Linked DNA regions of Cyprinus carpio: region 2 is linked to region 1. The links are chromatin contacts, called in public Hi-C maps. All regions are on one chromosome and are shown on one strand. Each heading gives the region's core, a stretch centred on a gene start, on an enhancer-like site or on the middle of the called end of the contact. The rest is flanking DNA. Distances are from core to core; before and after follow the strand shown.

What was found. A called contact is a pair of places that touch in the nucleus more often than the background predicts.
Region 2: a Hi-C map of skeletal muscle shows a contact between it and region 1, with 5 times the contacts expected there. The contact joins the promoter of phf12b here to the enhancer-like site in region 1. A contact is called at or near these places in 2 of 8 Hi-C or Micro-C datasets (liver and skeletal muscle).

What each region holds. Positions count from the first base shown.
Region 1 is chrA15:15,556,054-15,560,168 of ASM1834038v1, reverse strand. LOC109112221 (unconventional myosin-XVIIIa-like) reads right to left here. Exons shown (of 42, transcript XM_042771198.1): 3 at 1,604-1,691; 4 at 1,046-1,152. Among protein-coding and RNA genes, the nearest start is that of LOC109112221, 35 kb to the right of the region's middle. Within about 2 kb of position 2,373, at least 1 of the 8 cell types and tissues checked has an H3K27ac peak or open chromatin away from gene starts, as enhancers often do. A contact at or near this core is called in skeletal muscle, where this site is marked.
Region 2 is chrA15:15,806,931-15,811,045 of ASM1834038v1, reverse strand. It overlaps phf12b (PHD finger protein 12), which reads right to left and starts at 1,983. Exons shown (of 15, transcript XM_042771200.1): 1 at 1,240-1,983; 2 at 660-838. The coding sequence starts at 1,305.

The sequences.
Region 1 (4,115 bases), core at 1,124-3,623:
TTGAGGTCAACCTGGAAATCATAAGCTCAGACTGTGCCAGGGATAAAGTGAGCTGAAATATTTCCCAGCATGTGTCTCATCAAGGCCTAATAGTGCAAACTCTGAAAATTCTATTAGACTTCTATGCGTGTCTATATAGGTCAATCTGTCTGTTTTAAAAAATTAGGCCAAATCCCACCTGTTTCGCTGTGATCTATATAATAGCATCATTTTCTCCCACCCTGTGCATGTCTAACCCTCACTTGGCTCTGGATTCAGGTCAGGTAGTAGCACAGTTCTGCTAAAAACCCTGTGCCAAAGCCCTGCAGACCTGAAGATTCGTTAAAAAAAATTCAGCTCTTCTGCTGTTGATTCCACATCACCACAATGAAAGGAAGATTGTTTTCTGTTGTGAATGTGCAATCTGAACTGCATGTGATGAAATGAGGAGAGACATTTGTTCCTATTCTATTTCCTAGCTGCACTCAAAAACCAGCACATCACGACTAGTGTAGCCACTTCATGAACAAAATGACTGGGACGTTTCTTCTAATGCATCACACAAAAGCACTCACAAGCAGATCTACTGTACCTTAAATCAGTCTGACAAATCATTTAATGAATCTCTTCAAAGTTAGAATCAGTTAGAATCTTTGAGAAGTCATTTTCAACTCTAAATTAAGCAAGAAATGTTTGTGTACTTAAGGTTATTATTTACTGGTTGTTCACATAGCAACATTGGTAAAGATACAAATTCTATTTTCATTTGAATTAAAACATTAAAGTCACAAAACTATGAACACATATCTGGTTCTGTCCGTCGACTGGATTTTGAGATGCAGGCATTGCACTAAAATATGGCAGCAGATGAACAAGTTTGCAAGGGCAAACTTTAAAGAGGACTAAATGATTGGAGATCACAGAGAAGTCACCAGAAGGTTCAGTTATGATGATGATTACATTTTTACGTTTACGAGGTCAAAAACGTTTTTTAACTACATTTTGAATATGAATAAAATATTATATTTGTGCATACTGAAACACATAATCAGCCTGGACAACTGACCTTCTCCACGTCATCCTCGTCCACGTCCAGTACTGTCCCATCATGCTCCAGTTTGATTTTCACTTTCCCCTCTGGTAGACTTCCAGTCTCCGTCTTCACCACAGTGGCTGTAAACAACACCAGAGAACACTATTAATGTTTTTATTTCTGATTGCACATAACATCATTGCGGAAACAAAATTAAAACAGACTTTTTACATTTCAATCGCATTAAAGCGCTCTGTTATTGTAATCGTAATCAAACTGGTATTTAGTTACAAATGGCATAAAATCTAAATTGACCCTTTTTCCTTACTTAATAAATATCCCTGGTGCTATATTGTGAGAAACAATGGTGCACAATATTCTAAAGGAGAAAATGTTTCCATGATCTTTCATCAAAATGCAATAACGTTCTCCGCCTCTGAAATGACTTTCTCTTCCACTCTAGCACAATATTCTATTTTCACATAGGAATGTGTCAAATTATGCAAGTTAAATGAATAGAAAATGCCATTTCCTGTTGTCTTCAATTTATAATAATGCTTCGAGTTCATTTTGCATGGCTTTTGTACTAACCCAGAGAGAATCCATCCTTGTGGACCAGCCACACTTTCTCTGAGCCGTACCATGCTTGCTCTGCAGCTATCTGCTCCTCTGTTTTCACCTGTGAAGGAGAAAAAAAAATCAGTCAAACTCATTATTTATGACTTTGCACAGGCCTTTTGAACAGGAGCACCACTGATACGCTTCAAATCCACTCCATGCATTGGTCCACACTTATGTGACAAGGTCTGTCACCATTTAATGACACACAAAAAATATTTTCATCCTGATCCGAGACCTCTCCTGACAGAATATCAATTAAAGAACAAAGAGGTCCCAGATCAGTCCAAAAAAAAAAAATAATAACTTGTTTCCCAATGTCTACAGTAGGAAATGAGCTTAAAATGCTGTGGGCTGTCATGCAAGATAGGGAGAGTTTAAAAGCAGGTGTAGATGAAGCCAACTCGGGCATCAAATGATGGACGGGGTCAGATTACAAGCCCGATGTTCTGGTTGTCTTGGCATGTCTGTTTCCACTGCACTCATGCTTGACTTACACACACTGGTCAGAACATGAACTCTACTGCTGTGGAGGGCTGACAGTGAGAGATAGTATATGGAGTTGTGTTCCAGTTCACAAGCTTCTGTTCTCTAGTGTTTGGTTAGTATAAGATGTTATGATTGTAGATAAACCGGTACACTCTACAAGTACAGTAGCACATGAGAAGGAAGGGTAGAAAACACTACAGAACTGTTAATAACAATCCAATGCTAATTAAATGTTAGATGAACCCATATTTATTTGCCAGATTGCCCGTTTTGCGATTTTCGAGTGTGTCTCTTAATTGTGGCTCTATGGCTGGGGTGTTGTCGATGAAATGGGATGGGTGCAAACACAACACTCCACAACACAAGGGCAAGTTTGACACGACAGGTCGAGGGTGGGATTATGCAGGTGAACTATGGTACAACACACACAGCAGAAAGCAGACCTTAGGATGGGCGGCAGCGGCATGGTCTGCCTTTAGGATTGCCATGGGATCCTCCTCCACCTGTCCCTGTGAGACGGCAGGTCGGCATGAGAGGGCAAGAGCAGCGTTAGACATCATAACACTTTATAACGTGCATCTCTCAAAACACAGTCATTTATCAATTTAAGAGCCTGCCTCAGATCCACACACAGAGCATCTAAAGCATCCTGTGAATAAAAAGTGTTATTGATCATGTGGTATATCAGTGTAAGGCACCATGGTCACCCAGAATCTCATGAAATCTGTCAAGAACAGGTCATATGTAACAAGTCAAGGTTACATTTAATCTAAAAAAAATATATATATTTTTATGAGATTTACCCATGTACGTTTTTACAGCTACATTTTTGTTAAAATCCCACATGGCATGTGTAACTATGCATATTAAATTAAAACATATTCAGTTAAAGAAACTAACATCTCTGAACATAATACGATTTATGCTAACAATAGCATGGCTAACGCAGAGAGGTGATATAAGGATATATAAAAGACACTATGTTGGTGATATGAGGTAATGCATAAATGAGGTAATGTTCAGAGCTTGAGGCGGCAAAATGAGATATTCATAAACCAAAGTCTTCACCAATTAGAGAGCACATCCACTGATATTTACTTATAAGCTGATCAGTGGGGCTGCAGAAGCAAAAAGAGTTTCATGCAGTTACAACTAACCCTGAGTCACCATGCACTGCATCAACACTGGCTTAAAATTATCATACATACACAAACAAGCAGACAATCATTATATCAAAGATATGATATAGAAACAATCGGGTTCATATATTTGCTTTAATAAAAATATAAGCATCTATTTCTAATTGATAACACAAGCACAAAAGCACATATAGCCATGTACGAGGGTGGGGGTGAGTTAGAAAGAGGAACAGAGGGCTTACACTCCAACAGGCCACACGAGCGCACACTCGGGCCAAGCCATGGAGGGGCGCAGTAGGGGAAGAGCCGTCCCCAGAGGGGCCCTGTACCTGAGACGACGCAGAGACACTGGGCACAGGTTCCAGCTAGACCAGCCAGCCAAACAATCACAGCCACAGAGACAGTGGCGGATGAGAGAGAGAGGTAAAGATGAGACATGTATCCACAGATGAAAGGACAGCAGGCACATGGAGGTGAGATGGGCAAGCCTGAACCAATGAAAACCTGTTGTCTAGATACTAAAGATGTACTGCAGCACATAGCAAAAGTTAAAAAAAGTGCATGAAATGGTGAAAAAAGGGCAAAAATGGGGTATATAGTAGAGATTTATTCATTGAATTAAAAAAGTTTAATTGGAGAGCATTGTTTGTTGAAAAATTGTATATTATATAATTAGTACTGTAGCTTCGCATTACCATTTGTTGCTAAGCTAACAATATGCTACACTAACAAACAAACATAGCATTAATAAAAAGTTGGGTAAAATAGTTTTTAAATAAGATTTGTATGATATTTTGATGAGAAAGAACATCAGGAGTAATGTCGTCTTCACTGTTGTCTTCCCCCCTTGTTTTGTT
Region 2 (4,115 bases), core at 734-3,233, 250 kb before region 1:
TCAAAAACAAAGGATTAGTCGCATCCAAAATAAAAGTTTTTGTTTACATATATGTGTGTGTACTGTATATATATATAAAATAATAATAATAATATTTCAATATATATATATATATATATATATATATATATATATATATATAATATATATATATATATATATATATATATATAATTTATTATATGTATATTTTATATATTAACAAAACATTTTTCTTAAATATATATGGATGCGTGTGTATTTCTATACATATAAAAATAAGTTATTTTAAATAATATTATTTCACAATTTTTCTTTATTTCTTATATAAGTGCAGCCTTTGTGAGCATAAGAGACTTTTCAAAACCATTTATTAAAAACCCTAAAACTTTTGAACAATAATGCATTTTGTGTGTCATTTAATGTTTTGTTCATAAGTTCATAAATACACTTGCTATAAAACTACTGCATTTGGTGCAACCCATTATTAACCACTACTACTAACTTAGTGCTTCCAAGACGTCCACAAGTCACCCTCTTAATCCACATCAGCCAACTAGATAACAATCTTTGTGACATTTAAAAATCAGCAGAAAAAGCAGACTTGTACATAAATCTAAAAGAAAAATTCAGTCAACTGTTAAACCCAGACAAGATATGAAAACGCATTGGAAGCATACCAGCATTGCAGGTGAAAAGCAGCGGGACAGTGATCGCAGCAGAGCAGATCTCCTCCCTCACGGCAGCTATCGCAGGTGTCGTGGTTCGTGGCTCGGCCTCCTCTTCTGGTCTCCCTCTCCGGTTTGCGTCTCTTCTCTCCATCCTCAGAGCGTGGGGGCGCGAGCAGCTGTTGAATTTGCTGGAACAGATTGGCAAATACATTTTAACCAAGTTACACAAAGACCTCCTGACAGACGTCAATAGGGAGCTGCTTCACACAATTCAACTTTTTCCATGTCAAATCAGATTTTATCACGTGAGCTCAATAATGAAATCTGTATATATGTATGTGTGTATATATACACACACACAAACACACACACACATATATACAATTTTTTGTCCTCGGTTCTACTTTCCAGGCAGGCAATTTCTGCAACAGGCCCAATCCAGCAATGCATAAACTCACCAAAGCAAATGTCCACAAACGACTTGTTTTCCATTCTGCAGTTTGCTTTTATTATAACACAGTATCCCTAATAAAGGCATACTCACACAAGAGAGTGATTCGAGGCACAGCTGAAGGGCAGACAGGCTTACCTCCATTAGGCCCCCAGACGTGTCCAAATCGTACAGAATCTTCGGGGTCTCCATTTTGTCCCACATTCACACTGCTGAAATGTAGCATGAACACACAATCCGACAGCAGTTTTCGTCCTCTCCAAACCCAGTCGGGTTTTCCTGCTGTCTTTAAGCCGTTCTGGAAATAGTAAACGGGTCGATAATCTAACAAGATAGCGGATTGGCTGCTCGATGTTCGGCTAGCTAGCAGCTATCAACAAACAAAAGCAAACAGCTCGCCAGATGTCTGGTGCTAAACGGGAGCTGACGAATCGCTCAAATTTTCATTTAAGTGCAAAAATCGTTCCTATTTTGATTGCAAGTTGCTGTCTGGTGCAGTACTGAAGGGTTCTTGTGGGATGTAAAGGCCTAGCTCGCTAGCCTAGCAGCATCCTCTGCTTCAGCAGCAGCCGCCTGCAAAGATTCGTGTAGAAATCCACAGCTGTCTGTCCCCATCGCATACTGGCTAAAAAAGCGCTCGCTGTTGCAAAGTAAGTCAGCTGAATTGATTGTCGGCGGTTAGGTCCTCATGTGCAGAAACACTCGTGGATGGCGCTCAGATGACAGCAGTAAAGAGCAAAGGTGTTGTTATGAAAAGCCATTGCTAGTAGCTATGCTAACTGGCTGGCGTTGCCCTCCTCTGACTCGACTCTAGCGGGGTTGGAATGAAGTCTGCGCATGCGCACTGAGGCGCAGAGGAGAACTGCTCCTCCCAGTGTTAGTCTGACAGAACAACACGAACTCTTCAAGCCTGCAAGCTATGTTTTCTTGTTATGTTTTATGAAGTATTAAAAAAAAAAAAAAAAAAAAAAAAAAATTTTATGTATATATTTTTTTTTGCCATTAACAAATAAACCGGAACACTCTGATGGAACAATGTATATATTTTTTTTTTATATTTTTTTTTTTGCCGTTAAAATATGATTGGTGATACTCTGTTGATTAATATATTTAGTATATGATATTTATTTTGAACCATGATAATCCCAAACAGCCAAGTCACTTACAACTTTTAAGACAGAGTTCTTCTGTGAGCGCTTTACTGAATCCATCAGACAATAAATACATACATAAATAAAAATAAAATAACATAAAAACCTCAAACTATTACTTCTTTGAACTATCTGTTTTGTTTTTTGTAATATCTTTTATTTTTATTTAATATTGCACTCTTGGTGTTGTTGGATTGGTTAATTTAAAAAATTAATAATATTACTTATTAACACCTTTTGTTTATATCAGAGTTATTGATGTTGCTCTGAAAAAAAAAAGAAAATAAGAAAATCATTAAATGTTGTTTCTTAAGTTCCCAAAATAACGTTGTTCAGTTGGAGACAGCGAAACACTGAAACATACACTCACGATGCAAGTCTGTCATGTGACCAATTGTGATGTTTTTGGCAGCTTTTGCTAATTACATTGAAATGACAATATTTCAGTCAGTATGTGTGGGGGGACAACATTGCATATGGGGGACCAAGTACATAAAAAAACTGTTTTAGATGATTCCATATCATTGATTAGCTTAACAGGGGACAGTGTTGAAATGATGAACAAAGAGCTATTCTTATAATAGATAAACCTTCATATATACATTACATTTTTTTTTTAAGCCCAGACCTCTAATACAAATTTGTATGTACATTCTTAGATAATTTGATAATTAAAGAGTGCCTGCTGAAAGAGTTCCATAATATGTAGAGTGCCTGCTGAAAGAGTTCCATAATATGTATAAAAACATACAAAAATAAACAGAAACCAAAAAATCAGAGCCAATTGATCAGTGATGGAGGGATGATTTACAAGAACCTTCTGTACATTTTATTTATTTATTTTTTTTACTTTTTGTTTATTTTTTTATTTAGACTTTTGGCTTTTTTTTGGACACAGAAGGTGTTTTTTTTGACACTGAGCAAGTAGGATTTTGTTTGACACTGCACACACAGGCGAGTTTCTGTACTCCCCCAGGTGACAAAAACAGGGAACCCCAACCTTCAACATTTTTTACTGGATAACAGATGTACCAGGTTTTCCAAAATTGCAAAAAAAACCCACTTACACTTCATAAAAAAACAACTGGGCAGGGGATGTTATTTTTGAAAAGGTTTTATTAATCACAGCTTTTGTAAGTAACACTTCTCATTTTCATGGTGTGGAAAACTAAAAAAAAAAATAAAAAATTGTAAACCATGCATACGTTTAATTGTCCAATGGTTGCTGTTTTACATAATTGTTTTAAATAATGTTTATTTTTCCCTGCATGGAGTTCAAGTTTGAAATGTAATGATTACACTCATGACTAAGTCATCTGGATAAGATGGCAATAACATTCAAAAGTTTAGAGTCAGTAAGATTTTTTTGAGATTTTTTTTTTAAATACAGCAAGGATGCATTAAATTGATCAAAGGTGACAAAGCCATTTATTAATGATTTCTATTTGTATTAATTTGTGTTATTTTTGCTATTTTGTATTTTTTAGTTGTTAATTAATAAGCTTAATGGTTTTTGATGGTAATTATTAAAGAATATTAAGAATGTTTAATGTCATTGAAAATATTTTTTTCTTGAGCAGCAAATCACCAGATTAGATTTCTGAACAATCATATAACACTAAAGATTGGAGTAATGGATGCTGAAAATTCAGCTTTACCATCACAGGAATAAATTACATTTTAAAAATTTAGAGAAAATTGTTTTTTGTTGCAAATCACTCACAGGAATAAATTACATTTTAAAAATTTAGAGAAAATTGTTCTTTCAAAAACATGAAAAAAATCTTACCGACTCCAAACTTTTGAATGGTAGTTTATTTTTGTTTCCCATAATTACGACTGTATATTGTTAATTACTTTATA